Linked DNA regions of Rattus norvegicus: region 2 is linked to region 1. The links are chromatin contacts, called in public Hi-C maps. All regions are on one chromosome and are shown on one strand. Each heading gives the region's core, a stretch centred on a gene start, on an enhancer-like site or on the middle of the called end of the contact. The rest is flanking DNA. Distances are from core to core; before and after follow the strand shown.

What was found. A called contact is a pair of places that touch in the nucleus more often than the background predicts.
Region 2: a Hi-C map of the Rat2 cell line shows a contact between it and region 1, with 7 times the contacts expected there. The contact joins two enhancer-like sites. A contact is called at or near these places in 3 of 12 Hi-C or Micro-C datasets (the A7r5 cell line, the Rat2 cell line and frontal cortex).

What each region holds. Positions count from the first base shown.
Region 1 is chr17:52,337,157-52,343,157 of GRCr8, reverse strand. All of the region lies in intron 9 of Sugct (succinylCoA:glutarate-CoA transferase), which reads right to left. Among named protein-coding and RNA genes, the nearest start is that of Sugct, 270 kb to the right of the region's middle. Within about 2 kb of position 3,812, at least 4 of the 93 cell types and tissues checked have an H3K27ac peak or open chromatin away from gene starts, as enhancers often do.
Region 2 is chr17:53,023,613-53,029,754 of GRCr8, reverse strand. No RefSeq gene overlaps it. Among named protein-coding and RNA genes, the nearest start is that of Inhba, 780 kb to the left of the region's middle. Within about 2 kb of position 3,209, at least 10 of the 93 cell types and tissues checked have an H3K27ac peak or open chromatin away from gene starts, as enhancers often do.

The sequences.
Region 1 (6,001 bases), core at 2,563-5,062:
ATCTTTGATATGTGACATATTTTTCTGACCTTCCATGAATATATTCAAAGCATTTCCAGGTATCCTACAAGGTACAGACTTTGTTAAATGTTACTTTCAATTTTAACTTAAAGCACACATTAAGTGGATCATGGTCCCATTCTCTAAGATAAAATGGTAATCTGATGGGACCTTTTTCAGTTTTGTCCCTGTCCAGCAGGTTGAACGTAACTGAGTTGTGTTATTATAAGGGTCACAGGTTATTCTGTGTATCAGTCTTGGATCAAATCAAAATAATTCTATTATATTCCTAATTTGATAACTACTTGCTTTATGAAACAGATACTTGTGAGCAATCTTTTGGTTGCAGGCTATGACTTCCCTCACAACATGGATTTTCTAATTTTCCAATGTTACTGTAATTTCATTATTGTTATCCTACTCCAATGGACCAAGAGCCCAAAATCCAAGAGATCTTACAATCTTCTGAATATCACAGGAAAAATAGTGCACACATATGGACAGATGTATATACTTTCCAGAGAAAGAATTCCATGACGTGACTCAGCTGCTCAAATAAGGTATAGTTAAAAGAAAACAGCTAAAATGTCCCTTGTCTACACTGTCACTAAGTAAGACAGTATTCCTGAACATGATGTCTCATCACAGAGAAACTCTTCGACCATCACTGTTCTCTGCACTCTTATCTCAGTTTGTATTGTACAATGTGTTTCCATCACTTCTCCATGCAAAATGTTTTAATCCCATCCTTTCTCACATCGCGGAAGTTCCTTCAGAGTCCCAAAGCCAATAAGTACCAGTTTTCATTGGTTTCTATTAGCTTTTTACTCACATTGCAAAGCTTATGAAAGGGAGGTAGAATGAGGAGGCTTGCTTGCTGTTCTTTTTAAGATTCTATAGTTTCTCTCCCCAGTCTGAAGGTAAACTGGAGACATCACTATTTTACAGAACTGTGGGTTTCCTGTCTCGGTGAGTAGCTTAGCTGTCATCATCATGGCATCTTCATACCAGTGAATTCCTTCCTTTCCCTTCTCCTTCCACAGCCTGCCACCATAGCTCTAGAGAAGTCTGGATCAAACTGAGTCCCATGCTTCCTCTGCACTTATCAACTTTCTCCCAATTTTTAGGTTAACTCTAAGCTGCCACTTAACAGACTCACTAAACAGTGAACTCATTTTCCGCCCCCCCCACATTAACACTACACCTCAATGCACCATTATATTTGCTGAACAAACCTCAGATTCTTTCGCAATCTACACAGTAACACCATTATAAGTTTTGTTCCCTAATCCTCCCCCCATTTCTTTGAACTAGGACTGAACTTAACTAATTTGATTCCTACAATGGAAACAATAATGACATATTGCGGGGAGGAGAGTGACTTTCCCCTCTTTTAAGATTTTATGAGTTGCATTTTAACCAATTGCCAAATGTACACATTAATATTAACCACATTTTAAAAACAAGAAGAAATACAATGTGTTGTTCAAAACTCTAGCAAGAGCAAAAACGAGTTTATTTTTCTAGTTCATAGTGCTCGTGTTTTAAACCCTCTGTACCCTCGTCTATCTGAAACAGCACATGAACACAGCTGATGCTGGTTTCAGTCTCCATCATGAATAATCAGAAGATATTGTCCAGGAAATGCACAGTGCTGTTCATGATAGAAACCCAAAAAGGTTTTTAGGCTGTATTTCAGACAGCTTTTCTAAGAGTGGAAAGCTGCTACCCAAGTAATATTCCAATGATGTCAAGGTATGAGTAATTACTACTAAAAGCCTGAAGTCCTTCCTGAAGTCCAACTTACAAGGATTTGGGCATATCCCAACATATTAAAAAACAATAAAGAATGGGCAATCAGGAATTTATTGTGCAAAAATTCAAGCAGGATTTCCAATTTGCATTTCACATTGTATTTCTCCTTAAAGCCAACTTTAAAAATAGTTATTCAGAACATGGGTTAGCCTTGATATACTACTGACAATCCTATAAACTAGCCTATGCTATGCTGTGCTGTGCTGTTATACTGAGATGGATCACCATTTTAAACACAGAAGTGAATTTTCACTAGGATTTCAATGTAGGTTTTAAGGAGAAATTCTCTCCCTGATTTTGTTCTAGGATTGATTAGCTCCCTGCCACTCTTCAATTTGGCTACTCTGTTCGTACTGACACCCTTTCTCCTCTTGGATACATTTCCCAGACTGAGGAAAAAGGAAGACTTTTGCATAATTTGGAGCTCTTTCGGTAAAGGTACACTATTAGGACAGGGGCTTCTGTCACACTTGTTGGGCTGTTGTAATAGCTGAAAAATGCAAGTAAGCATAGGTCTATGGCTGGAGTGGGTACAGAAATGGCCTTAACAGCTACTGTTAAGTACATTTGTACATAATATTTATACTAAGCACACAATACCCACCAGACACTATGCCACAGACATTCAACACACTGATACGCCAATTCATCGCTACAACCCTTGAGTCAGGACATATTTTCAGCTATTTAGATGAATGCAGATCTGCAAAATCAAGCAGTGTTTCAAGGACGTAATTCCCAAGACCTTGCTGCAAGCCAAACAGCATGTCAATGTATGATGCTGTTCCTGGCAGCTCTGTGCCTCAGGAATGACAATTAAAAGGGAAGGATGTGGAGAAAAGTACTGCTTTGAAAATATAAATATGTATTTTCGGCAAAATAATGTAAAATTAATTCTTTTCCCAGCAATCAAGACCAAGTCCTAATAAACAACCTGGTAAGGACTCTAACTTTGAAGAAAACATCCCAACTGCCTTTCCAACAAAAGGCAATCGCATTTAAGCTAAAGTTATTCTACTGTTATGTTGGTATTTTTTCTTTGTTGAAATTAATTAGAATAAACATTTTCATTCATTTAGCAATGCATGTTACAAATCGGGTGCCCCTCCCTCCAGAAGAACAAATACACATGCTCAGGAAACACAGTCAGATATACACACACCTGTTACTTTACTCCATTTTCTGCTACATTTGTTGCAACAGATGAAAACCCACATCAGACTAAGAGGAAGAACTGTGCAAGTAATTGATTTATTTCAAGAAACTAACTTTCTCAGGCTGGGCTTTTCCAAAGCATGGTCTTTAATCTGTCCAACTGTCTTTTCTAACATGCAGACCTAACCAGCTGTTAACAGGTCCTTTCATAAGCACCTGATACATCTCTCAAAGTATATAATCTCCCTCAGGATGTTACTGTACCTGCAAATGTGCTTACATTCATTCCATGGCTGAAGCTAACTCCCTACAAGATTACAGTTAGACTTCTTTCTGTAGGCCTACTTAGTCTTCTTTATAAAACTACCCTAGAGACACTCCAAGATCGCAGAAAAGCTGGCACTTCCTCCAGCAAACACATCCCAGGTTGAAGCTAATTCCACAATCCAGCCTTCATTCCTTTCTGCTCTCAATAATTTCCACAGAGATCTAGCTTGTGTGTTAGTGTGTGCAGCCCAGAGTGGTACTCTCTCAGTGAGCTAGTCAAAGAATTGGCAGCATACCCCATGTTAACATTATATAATGACAGACTAACTCCTGCAAAAAGGGGGGTGGGAGGCAGTGAACAGCAGTGCTAATTCAACAAAATGAAAATCGTTTCCAGGAATCCCTGTGAATACTTTGAACCAAAGAAGAAAGGTAATTTTACCTTAAATAATCAGTGTGTATATCAGTAGCCCTGGGGGTGGGATGGAAATCATCTAATAATAAGATCTTGGTCAGAAATTCTTGCAAGGCCCAGCTGAAAATTAGAATCCCCATTACCAGGTTACAAGAGTGACATCTAGTGGACTCTTTCTGGGATGACAAAAGGGAAAATTCAAATTATAGCAAAGATTCCCAAAGCCTAATGTGAAAATGAATCGCCTCTGCTCACTGAGTGAACCAGACAGAGCCTGCCAGATCTGAAAAACATGCAGCTGATACCCATGCTGCCACTCCTAGACTTCTCATGGAAGCCAGGTCCCAAGAGATCTCACATCTGTTCCTACCCTCAGACGACAAACGGGTCAAAGGAATCCTTAACATGACTTTGGTCAGTGCTCAGACCTCATGGCCCCACTCCCCAACATATTTACTGCTCCCTCTGCTCAGGTCTCCAATACATATTCACTTCAGCACTGAATACAATGTGTGTTCCCTTTCATTGTAAACACCCCTCATGGGCTTTTGGTTTGCAATGCTGGGATGCAATTCAAGCCATGAACATAGAGAGAAACATTCTGCCACTGAACTATATATACATCTAGACCCTAACTAAATTATAGTAGTAATTTATACGTGTTTCAGAGCTCATTTTTTTTCCCACTACTCAAGTTAATTTGTTCTTGAACAGGGATCTACCAGGGTAAGGAACCAAACCTATTCAGAATCTTAATACAAGTTTCTGGGGTTACTTCTAAGAACAGAGCAAAACTACAGCAACCCCAATTGCTGCCTGAATCCAGACTTATATGGCTTATTCTAAAGAACCTTGACCTCTACATAGAATTACCAGTCTACTCTCCTTATTTTATTATTTTGAAGTTAGTAAAAATGATTTTTCATTTATTTGCTCATTTTTTTCACTTTACATTCCAATTGCAGCCTCCTTGTCACACTCTCACAAATTCCATTATTCTAGTCGTTAGGGCATGCTCATGAAGACCAAGCTGCACAATCTGCTACAAATGCGTAGGAGGCCTAAGTGGAGCCCCTGCATGCTCTTTGGTTGGTGGTTCAGTCTCTGCGAGCTCTCATGGGCCCAGGTTAATTTACTGTGTAGGTATTTTTGTAGTAATAGCCAGAAACTGGAACCAACCTAAATGTCCCTCAACTGAACAATGGATAAAGAAAACGTGCATCTACACAATGGAATACTATTCAGCTATTAAAAACAGACATCATGAAACTTATAGGCAAATAGATGGAACTAGAAGATATCATCCTGAGTGAGGTGACCCAAACCCAGAAAGATACACATGGAATGTACTCAATTATAAGTGGATATTAGCCATAAAAGAAACCATGATACAATCTACAGACCCAAGAGAAACTAAGTAGTAAGAAGGGCCCAAGGGAAGATGCTTGCATAGATGCAGAAGGGGAAATAAAATAGACATCGGAGGTGGATGGAGAGGGGGGAACTGGGTGGTAGAGGGGGTGAGGAAGAGAATGGGAATGGGATCAGGTGTGAGCAGGGGTGTGGGAAAGAGAACAAAAATCTGTGGGAGGGCATCTCTGGGACTAGGAGGAGACATGGAATTGGGGAGGCTCCCAGAATTCTCTAGGGTTGACCCTAGCTGAGACTCCTAGCAGTTGGGGATATGGAGACTGAAGTGGCCAACTCCTGTAGCCACGCCCAAAATCTGTCCTGCCTACAAGATGCACAGGGATAAAGATGGAGGAGAGATTGAGGGAATGGACAGCCAATGACTGCCCCAACTTGAGACACATCCCATTGGAGAAAACCAGCCTCTGACACTGCTATGCCTGGGAGAGATGCAGAGACCCACACCCAAACATAGGACAGAGCTTGGAAAGTCTGTAGAAGAGTGAAGGATGGATGTAGTGAGCCTGAGGGTCACGACACCACAGCCTAGTGTCTTAACAGCGAATTGATCTCTCCTCCACAGATGAGCCCTGCAGGCCACACATGACTCCCTTAGCACAGCCTCCCTCTGCTCTAGAGTAGACTTAGTTTCTAGTTCTAGAAGCCTATGACCCACAAGAATTTCCAACAAGGAAGGAGACCAATCTGTCATCCCTAAAACATACAAACATGCAAAAAACCACTTTCCAGTCCTGTCTGATCCTTTCATACAAAATTACTAACTTGGGACAAACGAGCTCTTTCAAGCAGTGGAACCTTTATTTCAAACTAATAAAAGCAGAAAGATAGAATTTCTTCCTTTGACATGGAGTTAAAATTTTTAGAAATGTCTCTACTTGGTTTCTCTCAAGATTTATTCCCTCATGTCCCACATATACC
Region 2 (6,142 bases), core at 1,960-4,459, 690 kb before region 1:
AGAAGTTGTGGGAACCTACAATAAAAAGTAACTGATAATTCCTTAAGAACTAGGGCCCATTTGCACTTCAAAAGCTGACAGACTCCTATTTCTCAAGAGGATGCAGTGGCTGAGTATTTGAGTATATTTAATGTGTGGCCTAGAAGTATGGAACAAACATATGGAACTACATGGGTTATAATCAACTTTCAGTCCACAAATTCCTAGAGATGTGTTTCTGAGAACTTATAGAAACAGTGGCAGAAACATCTGGAAAAGGTAAGTTGATTACCAGAACTGACACTTCCATTCCATGCTCACCTGGCGTTAAAGGAAAGCTGGGTTCCTTACTGGTTCCACTTGAAGGAGCGCTTGATGCATGCCACACCTTTAGTTACTATCCACCAAGTTAAGACCCGAGATGCAGGGTTGGCGATTTAGCTCAGTGATAGTGCGCTTGCGTAGCAAGTGCAAGGCCCTGGGTTCGGTTATCAGCTTTGGGGGAAAAAAAAGACCTGAGATGCTCACTCAGGGTTTACAGCATATAAGACTACACCAAGGAAGGTGAATAAAAGTAAAAAACACATATGTAATACATGTGTGAAAACCAGGACCAGAAGATGGGACCAGGAAAGGTCAGAGCAATGCCTAAAGGCACTTTCTACCCACATTAAAGCAACCATTTAAGGAAGTATTTCTCAAAGCCCTAGGCTCTCCTTTGAGCTCCTAGGAAGATACGAGTTTAGGAAGGGGTAGGACAACATGGCTCCAGAGACAGATCTTGCCCCCACCCCTTTTCATAGCAGCCCGAGTCACAGCTCTAGCTTTAAATTGGAAATGCAATTAAGGGTTTAAATTAAGCCACACTAAGTTTTAATTACCAAATGTGACCAGGAAGTTATGGAATACACCCAAGATTTTGTTAAGGAAAGAGAAAACAGCGAATTCTACATAGCACAATTCAGCACACTGATTTCTTTTAAAAATACAGAACACTATGTCCATTTTCCTCAGATTTTAGTTGTAATTATTTCAAGATTCCATTGTCATACAAGTTTTTACTTAAAGCAAATTCCATGTTGTCATGTTCAAATAATTCAAGAATATTAATTTTCCCCTTTCCATCTTAACTTTTTGCATATTTCTAGTGTTGCATAATGGTTTCGCTCATTGATCGCTGCACATTAAATCTTTCATCAGAAGTTCAAAGTCTAATGTTTGGTCTTTTGCAAGAGAATCTATCTGGCGTTAGACAATAAGTCTCAAATAGGAAAATTAGAGAATTTGCCAAAGCACTGCATCTCGCTTCTGAGGTGAGAGCCTATACATTCTGCCAGCGAGATCCATACTCTCCGTCAGAGAGAGGAACTTGATGGCTCCCAATCTGAATCTAAACCTGTATCAACTTTCATTTAGACATGGTCACTCTTGTATAGAACTTTCTTCTAGATTAAGATATTTCAGAAGTGCAAAATACCTTTGGAAAACCCTGTTCAGCGATAGCAATCTAAATGAATCAGCCAGTATCACTCAGATTTATCAGACTTGTAACAATAAGTCGGGACAATATGTTGTCTGAGCAATGAGAACCACTCATTATTCTGTGATAGTTTTCAAGCCAACCTTCATTTCAATCAGAAATAACTGTGTTTTAAGCTAAACTAATATTTGTTTCTTCTAAATTATGTTTAAAATTAAATTTGCATCTGTCAGCCTAATACCTTTTGATATTAGTAAAATGTACTTTCCAGGGATCCCAGAGGGCCCTTCTTCTCTAGGTCTATGACTACTACATAACTGACCAACAAATATATATGCTGTCACAAAGGCATTTGCTTCAGCAGATAATCATGTAACTTTCAGAAATCATTTCACAGTCTTAAAGTAGTTAGTCTTAAATAAGAAAACTATCCAGCCAATAAATGCCATTCTGTGTTATCATCAGGGTGGCTGCCAAGTGAGGCGACCTCAAAAAGTGAGGGAGAAGTACAGGGAGAAGAGGGTGGGTGTCCAGAAGAAACCAAATATTTTATAGCGGGAGTCTTTCAGGCAGACTGGCTGGGTTCCATAGAAGCCCATTCATATCTGGAAGTCTTTATCATTGCTTTAAGGCTAGAAATCAATGACTACTATCCTCTTGAGAGTCTGAAACCTGAAACAAGCATATTTCTCTAAGCACCTTTGCGAATGTACTTAATTTTCCATGAGAACTCACTGTCTTGACCTGGCTCCTGGAATTCGAGGGAAGGGTAGAAAGTCGAGTCCAATAAATGAGTGACTTTCCGGAACTTCCAACTCGATTATTTCTGATGGTTCTCCATTGTACAAAAAAAAGGTAGTTTGCACTTAGGTAACTCTTTGAAAGAGGAGACCAAGAGCATACAGCCTGTGTACGCTGATGAGTCTCATTCTATATCTTGTTGGCTCAGACTGTCTTTGTTTGGAATCTAGCCTCTGGCCGAGGGTCAGCTAACTGAAGAGGGAATGAGATTCTAATTCTTTAATTAGTTTCTCAGTGATTCTCTATGGTTGGCAATAAAGGAAATACTTTCTGGGAGATCAGGTTCTTACCCTGAAAGTTTGGATAGGATAAAGTACTTGAAAGCCCAAGATCATTTTCAGCCTATTGTTCTAGTCTGCCTCTGAGCTGGGTTTTCTGCTAAAGGCTTTGGAGCCAAATTTTTATTTCATCCTCACAGCCATGGCTCAGAGGCACCAATGAGCACACTTCTTTCAAACATGAATGCACAAAGGCCTGTCCTCTTACCAGCACTTAACAAACATAGTACATTCATGGAACCGCTTGAAAGGCAAACAGGTTTTGTCTGTGAATATTGTGAATGAACATTGCAATCTACTGTACAAATATCCTGGCATGTTCAAAGGTCTAGTCCTCCAAAAAAAATTATGCTGGAGCTTTCTTAGAAGTCAGTATGGTGGGTAGGGGTGGGTCTATACAAACATCTTTGGAACAACCATGCCCTTTCCTAACAATAGGTGCTAGTCTCTCCTGTCCATGCTGTCCCTTTAAAGGCTGAATATCAAGCCCAGCACAAAGGCAGCACACAGAAAGACATGACTGAGTTCGTATAGTTGTATGCTAGGAAAAACATTCTTCCAAAGGCACACAACACACATGACTCCAGTGCCATCTTCTGAGTAGGACACTGCATACTTGAACAAAAGCCACAAAGAAGTGACCATGCCTTTCCAGCTTATGCAGCAGCTGGAATGTGTCTGACAGGGACCCCACCCTGGCCTTGTTAGTGAGTCATGGTCCTTCCTCCTTGGGGAGGACTTGCCCTGCTTCCTGATAGAGGAGAAGGCCATATATGGAGACATCTTTTCTCTTGCCTCTGGGTGGAGGGATGGAAGAGAAAAAAGTTCAAACCTTGTGTTGATGTCTATTTTTACAAAGATATTCTTTTGAGCGGTTTGACTTTCTTGTGTAGAGCCATATTAAACACACGTCAGACACTTAGTTGAAAGAAAAACACCTGCTTTCCAAGGGTTATTAAAGTTCTACCTTCAGCCTTCCAGGTCTGGGGGAAGACAGCTTGAGAGAAAACAATCTCTGATTTGGGGCATCAAATGGCTGTCAGAGTGAAGGTTGGGTACAGACCGTGTTCACCCAAAGTAGGAGGCCAGCATTAAGAAGGAAATCAAAAGTAGAGAAAACACATAACAGCTGATTTCTTTTACACTCCTGGGAAAGGCTCTTTACTCTTTTCTGCATTACTGGACACATGTCTCTCCCATGAGACTCCAAAGTGACGTCCACTATATCATTATCAGCATGTCATCAATTCTAAGTTCTGTTAACCACCTGCTATCCCAGGGGAGATTTCTCCAGCATCCACGTGTTCTTCTGTGATGAATACTGATATGTAAGTGATGTCTTTACAATATGCTAATGCATATATAAATTATTTTATGGCATATTAAATAACACAGCACTTTATTAATGCTATTATTTGCTTCTTTTTTTCAACACTGTGCATGCTCTGAAATGGTCAGGAGAATGGGATTTGCAACTTAGCAATGTCCTGGCCCTCCTCTTTCCATATGTTTTCCTTCTTCCCATGTTGTGTACTTTCTGAACACTGTGGTATTGGTGACTTTGTTCATGATGTCCTGTTGCAAATGTCCACATAGGAGGCTGGCCTTTTGGCTGTGACAATGATTCCCCAGTGCCCTAATTCTGAAGCAGTGTTTGAAGTTTTCTGCTGGGTCTTTTAAGTTATTTCTTCTGCCCACCCTGTCTAGGATTACTCGAAAAATAACAAATAACAATAAGCCTGCCTCAACATTGCCAAAAGAAACTGCCTGGGACCTTTCAGAAGCCACATTCAATTTATGAAGAAATGAAATAGATCTTCTCGACCAACCATGACAATAAGCACTGGCCTACATATTCAGGGCCTGAAAGAAGTCGAGGCAATGGGCCTAATGAGAAGCAGTCAGCGAATCTAATGAGAATCAGACAGAAGGCCTAATGAGACATTTAACATGCTCTGCCTCTCCCCTCCTCTTTTGTTCAGTTTTCATGGGAATCTGTGTTTGGGGAGCTCAGTTGCACTGGCTACAAGCAGATACATATGGCTTTAGTGGGGAGATACAGGAAGGCAGAGAAAGACTAAAGATACCCAAGTATGGGTGAGTCAAACATGAAAAATGGACCCAAAGGACACGCTAATGATAAGACTTGGCTTTTATTTTTAATCTAATCTAATTCTTTCTCAGGATACTATAGAGTCATAGGGCTATGGGCGATAGGACAATAAACAGGCAAAAATTTCAATTGCATTACATCACTTCTCAGAGGAAAAGGACCATAAGAAAAGCCAGCAGTTCTGCTTCTCTCAGAGAGCCACCTGGAGTGAGGGGGTTGCAACGAAGTGATACCTGGGCTTGTCTCCTTATGAGGCAGCATTCCTGGGAACAGTGGGTGGTTTTGTGTGTTGATCTTGGACAGACTTGGCAGCTAACAAGATAGCTATCAAATTATAAGTTAGGCAGGACTGGGTGTAGGGAAGGGATACGAACCATACTCAGTTACAGCTCAGCATATCCATTACCTGTTTTGGAGGCAAGGAAAGGGTGTACAACACAAACACACACACACACACACACACACACACACACACACACACACACACACACCAGAGTTCAAATGTTTGTCTGATCCATGGATTTAGTAGCTTTGGAGTATAGCATGGTTTTGAGAGAACATAGGCATGATTTCTAATTCCTCTAGCTTTCCAGCAGAGGAAATTTGCATTGGCCCTTGTGGCTTGCCTATCAAATTAACAGTCTCCTTGGATATAAATGCTCTTTGTTTTAGTTGCTTACTCAAATATATGCTTTAAGTGCAACCCTATTTCTTTCCCTAGCCATCTGTTTATGTATTTATAACAACTCCTTTCTTTTCTTTTCTCTCTCTCTCTCTCTCTCTCTCTCTCTCTCTCTCTCTCTCTCTCTGTCTCTCTCTCTCTCTCTCTCTCTCTCTCTCTCTCTCTCTCTCTCTCTCCTCTCTCTCTCTCCTCTCTCTTTCTTGGTTGCCAACATCCTGCTTCTTCAAGCCCACCTGTATCTGCGCTCCAATCTGAAGGTAAATGAACCGACTTGCTCTTGGGTGGCTCCACCTAGTGGCCATCAGTAGCAACACAGTTCTCCTTACAGGTTTAAAAATGTAGCTCGGTACAGATGGGGGTTAATAGAACTGCACCAACATTCATTACGTTCCAGGTAATAGGGTCAGAATTTCACACTTTCTAACTCGTTTAAGCTTCATAGAAAATGTGGTTGATAGCATTCTTTAAACGCTGTTTCGTAGCTAACATTCACTGAATGCCTTCCATGGGCAGAACACAGTGCTGTATGTTTTACATGACACAGACTCATTTATCTGAGTGCTGACATACAGGGATGAAAAAATAGTTGTTAGTTCTAATTCCTGACGTCTGTCAAGGGCCCCAGGTATTTCAAACTGTATAAGTTTAAAGAAATTGCTTTCCCTCTCGAAGCTTCAGTTTCCTCATCTGTATGATAGCCTGTCCATAAAGTAAAGAAGTCATAAGCAATAAATAATAATACTTATAAAATTTTCTCCCTCGAGTCATTAAACACTGCTGGAAAAAACTCTTCTGAATGGTCCCCATTA